Linked DNA regions of Hordeum vulgare: region 1 is linked to region 2. Evidence: chromatin contacts called from public HiChIP or PLAC-seq data. All regions are on one chromosome and are shown on one strand. Each heading gives the region's core, a stretch centred on a gene start, on an enhancer-like site or on the middle of the called end of the contact. The rest is flanking DNA. Distances are from core to core; before and after follow the strand shown. Region 1 holds the start of LOC123395084 (putative hydrolase C777.06c). Region 2 holds the start of LOC123398391.

Evidence for each region. HiChIP or PLAC-seq counts read pairs in DNA pulled down with a chosen protein or histone mark.
Region 1: a contact with region 2 is called in an H3K4me3 HiChIP or PLAC-seq map of embryo, with 8 times the contacts expected there. The contact joins the promoter of LOC123395084 here to the promoter of LOC123398391 in region 2. A contact is called at or near these places in 1 of 6 Hi-C or Micro-C datasets (seedling) and 1 of 1 datasets of contacts at active chromatin or transcription factors (embryo).

What each region holds. Positions count from the first base shown.
Region 1 is chr5H:404,394,074-404,398,238 of MorexV3_pseudomolecules_assembly, forward strand. It overlaps LOC123395084 (putative hydrolase C777.06c), which reads left to right and starts at 1,894. Exons shown (of 12, transcript XM_045090015.1): 1 at 1,894-2,216; 2 at 2,304-2,467; 3 at 2,601-2,713; 4 at 2,979-3,020; 5 at 3,098-3,153; 6 at 3,448-3,524; 7 at 3,716-3,835. The coding sequence starts at 2,036. It overlaps LOC123395086, which reads right to left and starts at 1,684. Exons shown (of 3, transcript XM_045090016.1): 1 at 1,587-1,684; 2 at 897-1,099. The coding sequence starts at 1,083.
Region 2 is chr5H:404,148,524-404,152,660 of MorexV3_pseudomolecules_assembly, forward strand. LOC123398391 reads right to left here and starts at 1,712. Exons shown (of 1, transcript XM_045092868.1): 1 at 1,103-1,712. The coding sequence starts at 1,589. The coding sequence ends at 1,242.

The sequences.
Region 1 (4,165 bases), core at 644-3,143, 250 kb after region 2:
CCAAGGCCGGAGACAATGATCTCAAGGAAGGATTTGATGCCATTGTCATGGCGAGGAAAGAGTATGCCGAAGAGAAAAGAATCTTGAAGCTCAAGGAAATAGAGGAGAGGAGTGAGGCCGAGCGGCGAAGGGCAGCGGCCGAGGAGAAGAGGGCGGCGGCCGAGGAGAGGTTGGCCGCGGCCGAGGAGAGGAAGGTGGAACTAGAGGAGAAGAAGGCGGCAACATGAGTGGCGTTGGAGTTGGCTTCGTCGGCAACATGACCGGTATGGGACGCAATGAAGATGCTTCCGGTGGTGCTCACGGCAACGAGAGTTCACCGCTTGTTGAGAACGTCGACAAAGAAGGTGGTGAAGATGATGATCGTACCACGGTTCACAAGGCCGGTGGTGTTGATGACCCGCATGAGTAATATTCATGTGCATTTCAATTTCTAGGGCGAAAAACTTTGATTGAGACGATGCTCTTTTGGTAGAGGGATTTGATACTATGATGGTGATGCACTTTTGATTGAAACTATGATGATGATGCACTTCATTTTCAAATTTTTGATGCTATTTCAATGCAAAACCGCGGCTGAACAGTGGCTGGCAGCAGCCGCGCGGCCGTTTTCAGATTTTTACATCTTTGGTTTGGACCATCTATTGGAGTTGCTATTTTGGACCATCAATTTGGACCATCTGTTGGAGTTGAGCGTTTTTCGGAGCTCCAAAATGCACTTTTTGGCGGTCCAAATTTTACATCTCCGGTTTTGGACCGTCAAAATTTGGACCATCTATTGGAGATGCTCTTATCCTGCCCATCTAATTTCTAATGTGAGCATAATTCCAGGCATGTAACAGGAAGCAATACTTGTGGGAGTTAAATTAGGCAAAATGACATCAACTTGAGTAAATTACCACCCTCCTTCCTGCAGGGACTGGAATGGTGCTCCATCTTATCGTGAACAGACGCCACAAGAGCCTCAATCTCTTCCTTGGCCCGTTCAAACAGATTGGGCCCCCTGACCTTCTCCACAGACGTGTCCTCGCTTATGTCGTCGCTTGTCCCGTGCGTCTCCTTTTTGTGGATGCTGCCTTTGTTCATTATACGCACCACCACTCTGTTGAAAAACGCAGCAGCTTTCATCATCGGTAGCATACAAGAAGTGAAAATGGAACTAGAGTTTTGCACTGGACTAAAAATGCCTTTGCACGATGAATTGGCAGCAACAAGTGGCGACACGCTTGTCTTGAGGCAAGCATAAAGTTTATATAACTATAATAAGCACCAAGTACCCCAAAATCAAGATGGTAAGCATCTAAAGTGAGAAACAGGAAATTTCTAACTAACTGGTAGCCTACAAGTTCAGAAAACCTGCACAAATCAACGCGGTTAGCTTACTGCGGTCCCAGCTAGGCGCGACGAACTATCATTTTGGAAACGTCTCCACTAGAGACCGCAAGAAATTTTAATCATCCTTCCGTTGATCCCAGATACGGGCGATCTAGCCTATCCCGGGATCGGGCAAACGCCAACACCACGTGAAGTACGAGGATGCGAAGCAAACAGAGCGGGAGAGCGAGAGGGAGAGAGATAGATATTCGTGCCTGTGGGTGGATGTCGTCGCCGGCGAGCCGGCGCGGCGAAGTCGATCTCCTTGCGTGCTCCGGGAGGGGGGGGGGGGGGGAGGAGATGCGGACGGACAGGAGGAAGGGAGGAAGTGGGGGAGAAGAAAGAGACGGAATTATTCCTCGGCCCAGGCCGAAAGTCCATGTAAAGCCCACTTACGGCCTGTTGACTCACATGTCAATGCTCACTGCACACTGCACAGGGCTCTCTGGACTATTGACCCAGATGTCAGTGAACAAGCAGTCAGAAGAGCCGCGCGGCTTTCTTGACCGTCGGGGCAGGGAAACGCCGGGCCCACTTGCCAGCGTCGCTCCCTCCCGCCCGGCGGACAGAGAGGGCGACAGGTGGCCAGCGTCCACGGAGACCCCGTCGTTACCGACTCGCCGGCCGCCGCCGCAAGGCAGACAGACGCATCCGCGCTCTCCCGATGTCTGGGGCGACCGCAGCTCTCCTGCGCGCCCACCGCGTGCCCATGCTGCATTCGCCCTTCGCGTGCTCGCTCGCCGCCGCGCGCTCCCTGGGCGCGCATCTCCCTCTCCGCGCCCCGGCGCCCGCCGCGCCGCTCTCCTCCCGCCTCCCCCTCGCGCGCCTCCGCTCCGGCGCTTCGCGTACGTAAAATCGTAATTGCATCATGTACTGGTTGCGCCTCAGCTGTTCGACGTAATGCCTATACCCCCCTGGTGTGAACCCTCCAGCGCGCTTCTTCTCCTCCTCCTGCGGCGCCCCTGGCAGCGCTGTCTCTTCCTCGGCGGCGGAGCACGAGGAGCCGCGCAAGTCGGAGCTCATCTTCCTCGGCACGGGCACCAGCGAGGGCGTCCCGCGCGTCAGCTGCCTCACCCACCCCTCCAAGACCTGCCCCGTATGGCCCTCCACCTCCATCCCGTTATCAACCACCGGTGGACTCACTTTGTTCTGCTTTTCTCACAGTGCTCGGCTAGCTAGGTGCTCGGTGTGATGTTGGCTGTTTGTTTGTTATTATGGCCTGTTCGCAGGTTTGCACCAAGGCAGCAGAGCCGGGGAACCGGAACCGAAGGCGCAACACCTCCATTCTCCTGCGCCATGTCACGCCGTCTCGCACTTCTAACATCCTCATCGATGCTGGCAAGTATGCGCTATTTCTTGCACTGCCAGTTGCTTCTTCTCTCTCCCGCAACAAGCAACGGATTATTATCATACCCGAAGCTAGAGCTATGGGCAGGGATAGTAGAAAACACCCAGAGTGTATCACTGTTTTGAAGCAGAGTAACCTGAAATTGCTTACATTCATAGTAGCTGATATACAAGCTGTTTTAGTAAATAATGTGCATGTAGAAAGTAAATGTTTACTAGTAACGAGCTATCACACCCTGATGCTTTGTTTCTTCTGTCAGGTTTTTCTACCATTCCGCGCTCCAGTGGTTCCCTGCTTTTGGGTACTGAACTGTTCACATGCACTGTTATTTATTTTCAAGAAACGTAAGTGTTGTTAACGTTTGCTGCTGATCTTCAGGTTGAGGGAGATTGATGCTGTCATTATTACTCATTCTCATGCTGATGCAATTGGAGGTCTGAGTGGTTCCAACCTTCTCAATTCCTATGCACCTTATAATTGAATGCTTGTACCATGTGCCAGAACCATGAGTTGGTCGCGAGATCTGATGGGTTTCACCTCTAGCCTACCCCAACTTGTTTGGGACTAAAGGCTTTGTTGTTGTTGTACCATTTTTAATTGTCCCGTCTAGCGTCTGTCCTTTCCAAACACTTCCCGCAACACAATTTTGTTTCTATTAGTTGAAACAAAAAAACCATCATCCTTGTGGCCTTTTCCTTTCCAAAAAGATAACAGTGTGAATGGTGCAGGCCTTGATTGTCTTCGTGATTGGACGAACAATGTCCAGCCCTCCATCCCAATTTATGTGGCACCGCGTGATTATGAGGTTCGAAAATCTTGTACTTAGTTATGTTGTATATTAATTTTTTTCTAGTATTACAGCCTCAGAAATTTTATGGAATACATGAAAATCCATTATGCCATTTTATTAAAAAATTACGCCTTTCCATTTTTAGTTTATATCTTTACAGCTGGCTCAGTTTTCTTTCCTTTCCCCCATTTGCTCGTTTGTATCAGGTGATGAAGATGACACACCACTATTTGGTCGACACAAGTACGGTTATACCTGGAGCTGCAGTTTCAACATTACAGTTCAACATTATAAACGAGGAACCATTTACCGTTCAGGATCTTGAGGTTTGTAATCTGAAACAACAACTTCAAAGCAAGAAGTGGACTTATACTTATAAGCTGTTCGCTTACAAATTACAAATGGTATTCTCCCTTTAGACTCAGTGAGATGTAGCAAGAAAATAGTACATGTAGCCAGGTAGACAAATGTACGTTTAACTCTTTTATTTTGGTCAGTTATAACTTATAATGGGATGGGATCACTTAATTGATTGATAGTGCTGTTAGTAGCAGCTAATAGGGCAGTTTACCAGCGTAATTCAGACAAGATGCCTTCCAGTAAGTTCGAGTACATTTGTTTTCATTGATGGCTCGATGTAATATGGGGAACTTTTG
Region 2 (4,137 bases), core at 462-2,961:
AAATATTAATACATCACTAATACATCTAATTAGCAATTATACCAGAATCTGTGGGGGTTGAATCTTCGAAACTGAACCACTGCCTACTAGCCGTTGACTGTACGGATCAGAACCAAGGTCAACCGGGGGGGGGGGGGGGGGGTGGATTCATCGCGCCGTCCGCGAGGCCGTGCGCACGTCCGATTGCTCAGCAGGCGATGGAAACGGCCCTGGCCGCCTGGCGGGTTGCCGCTCGCGTTGGAGAGAACATGGGAAGGAAGGGGTTGGTTCGTTTCTGTCTGACCTGATCGATAGATTTATTGGGGGCGATGATCGAGAGGTCCATGGTCTGCATGCATCCATGCGCTACACCCACTTGGGCCAATGGGCCAAATCGTTGAGTCGTGATGCTTTGGGCTGAAATACCTAACTAGCAGGTTTAAGCGTACAGTTTCATATTTCCTTATACATACTCAGTATACACACTTGAAAATACCTAGTTTTTTTACAAAAATAATGGGTATTCAGAATTAAGGTGGGTCCGCCCCTGGTGACAGGAATGTAATTATCTCCAACTTTACAAGGGTAATGGGTCATTAATAATCCATAATCTAATTTTAGGTGAGCTAGAATAGATTGTGAGTTTTTAATAATCTGTCCATCTAGTTTTTGTAATCTACAGCATAATCTATTTTATTTAAACACATAATAGATTATAAAAACTGAATTATATAATCTAAGTGGTTCCAAACAGGATCTTATGTAGGCCGGTGCGATCACACTCACGCCCTTTACGTATCCGCAGTTCTTGGCCAGTTGCACTGCGGATCTGTCTTTGTTCTTTCCTTGTTCAAAGCAATGCTTTTCTTGTTGGTTTGGGCCTCTTGTGCATGGCGCGCCTCGCTTCTATTTTTGTCCCCTCTGCGCTTCGTTGTTGCCGTCGTTGCTAGTGCTTGTTATTAGTTTTTTTTTCCGACGACATTGGTTTCGTCTCCATTTAGTTCAGCTATGGTTCGACATTGCTTTTGCTGCTCGACCGCGCTTCTTTTTAATCCTTTTTCCGTTGTGACGGAGTGTAGAGGACGTGGATTGAAATCAAGACAATGTAAACTGGTTCATCACAAGAGGAAATTAAGGCAATTTACGGATCATATATAATCACAAGGTAGCATCGATACATTGGTAAGAAAAAGGGGAAATCTCACTCGATCAACACAAACCAATCAACTAATAGAAACCTTTACTACGCCTAGAACCAACAACTAATAATTAACCCTGTAGCCAGCAAAGAGGTTGAAGAGCGCCTGGTCGCCCAGGTGGTGCGCGGCGTAGATGAGGTCGATGGCGGCGTCGTGCGTCAGCCCGCGCACGAACTCGCCGTCAAACTGGCCCGCGTCCGCGCCGCCCGCCTCCGCCTCCGCTCGGGCCTGGTAGTACGCGACCGCCGTGGCGAGGCCCTTGCCGTTGACCCCCCGCGGCAGCTCCACGACGCGCTGCCCGGTCTCCAGCGCCGCCGCGACGCTCCCCGCCCGCTGCGCCACCGACGCCGGCACCGCGAACTTGGCCAGGTCCGCGCACCGCACCAGCACCGTCTGGTCCTCCCCCGCCATCGACACGATCCCTGTCTGTCTCTCTCTCGCCGAGATCGTTTGCTGGAGCTCTGCGTGCGCGGGGCTTCCAAAGCTGCGAGCGAGGACGATGGTTGTGTTTTCTCGCTGGGTGCCACGAGGGGAGGCGCGCGCGCGTATATATGGATGCACCCGCCGGGCACACAGCTCACGGGGATCACGTCCGACTCGGACGGCGGGACGTGGCATGTTCAGATCAAGGTGTTGTAAAGGTGGTTCCGTTTCGTGGCGTGATCGGGAAAGCGCCACTTCTGAGTCGATTTCTTTTCTTTTGGAAAACCCGTCTGTTTCGCGCGCATGCCGTTTTTGGCGGGCGATTTTGGGTTTCCCGTTGCTTGAAGAAAAAGTTGCGTTCTTTCTAAAAAAAGGAGAAATTTTACATTATACTATTTTTCTTTCCAAAAATAGTTATATTTTTCTGAAAAAAGAAGAGATTCATTTCCTGCCGCAGTTACTGACATGTGTATTCTTTTTACAAGTACTGATATGTATATTTGCAAAGCCCAAAGTCCAATTTTACATTATTTTTCTTTCCAAGAAAAGTTACCTTTTTTTGAAAAGAAAAGATACCCTTTTATTTCCCATGACCACACAATGTCATCCTCCAAAGTACAAACCATTGTCCAAATGAGTCTCCGTCACCAACACTCACAAGTCGATGTACTCCCTAAGCGACCCCTCGACCGGGTTTGAGCCTACCTCCCTAGCACATGCGCCATTGTCCAATGCCTAATGGACAGTCCGAAAGGTTCTCATGATGACAATAATCATGATCTCGATAGAAAGCCATCCGATAGATGCTCACACCAAGAAGGGCCAAAAGATAATCCCAACCCCTTCCAAACAAAGGATGATGACACAAACCTTGCAAGTTTCCCCGTGGATCCCCATCTGGGTGAGCTTCATCGGAAAGAGAATAAAGCTAAGAAAAAACACGTCATGACATCATCTGTTTCGCTTACCTAGACAAAACACACCATTCGTTGACGCCAAACAACATCCCTGGGATGAGGACAAGATGGGGGAGGTCTTATCCCCATAGTGGATGGTGCCATCGCCTCACCACCACCATCCAAATACCTAACCCTAACTAAATCTTAGTCCAGAAGAGACTATAAGGAACCTGAAAGGGAGGGAAACCGACGACGACAAAGCCTTACGAGGAAATCGTAACGCCCCTTTTCTCAAGAAGTGGATGGGGCTATACTCCCGCCATTTCCTACCTCCTTTCTATATTGAATATAAGCATTGTTTGACTTCCCGGGAATTTATTAAGAGAAAACGGGAAGCAAATTAAGAGGCATATCCATGTAGATTCCATAGTTTAATTATTAGTAACGAAATACTTGTTCTAGATATACTAGCAAACATGCCCATGCGTTGCAACATGGGATAAAAATAAGCATGCTTTAAGACTACCTTGAAAGTACGTGTCATATATTTCAACACAATGTACGTTCTTCGATTGAAAAAAGGTGAAGAATGTCTCCACGTGCATCGTGTCATGCTCTTTGGCTTGGTCTTATAGAGGAACGACGTTGACGACTTTGGGATGGGTCGGGCGTCGGCAACAAGCAACCGGTTCAAGCATAAATTCAATTTGATATTAGAGCGGTTCGACCAACGACGCCGATTCTAGGTTTTTTTCACCACTCTGAGATTAAACTTCTCCTCCCAAGAGCGTGTCATCCAATTAATCAAAGAAAAAAAAATCCGTTTCACCTTCATTAATAGTTCATCAAAGTTCAAATTTCCAATAGGTTGAGTCTTATTAGATTGATTTGTTCAAATTAGCCAAATAAAACTGACTGAGGGATTATATCCAATTTGACAGTGCCAATATCATTGGTGAGGACATATGTCGCGCCATGCATCGAAGCAGCGGCATCTATCTGAGGTATTCATCATGCTCACACCACTCAGCCCCTCGATATCAACCTTTCGGGCAAAGACTTACATGCACATGCGAACGGCGGTTGGGCCGCCTCCATCTGTGCATGCAAGCAGTGACTCCTCCGTGCGCCTGTGGCGACGCGTACAAGTAGATCAACGTCTATTGTATGCCAGATTCGATCTACACACACAAAAGAAATCATGCGACGAACACATACATGTGACAGATGGCATCAGAAAGATCATGCGAGCAATTGTTAGGGCATATTTCTCTCTAAGTGGTTTTGGTGATTGATGACAATGCATGTGCGGACTAATCGTGCGCATTGAGCATTTCAGATAATTTATGACTAGGCACAAGACGATTCGGTGCCCCTCGGAGTCTTTCAAAGACGGTTGCTTTCTACGTTTCTCTTTGATGGATTTGAGTCATAGGAAAGTCGCACTATTAAGAGGGGGTCCGCTTCGGAAAGGTTTGGGTGAAATCAACACGTACACATTTCCATTGCACCACCTTTCCCTTGTTTAAATGGAGCTCCAACATGTTTCCCCGTGTATGTGCAAAAGGGCCAGCGGTAGTACCGCTGGTGCCAGCGGTAGTACCGCTGGTGCCAGCGGTAGTACCGCAGGCACAACG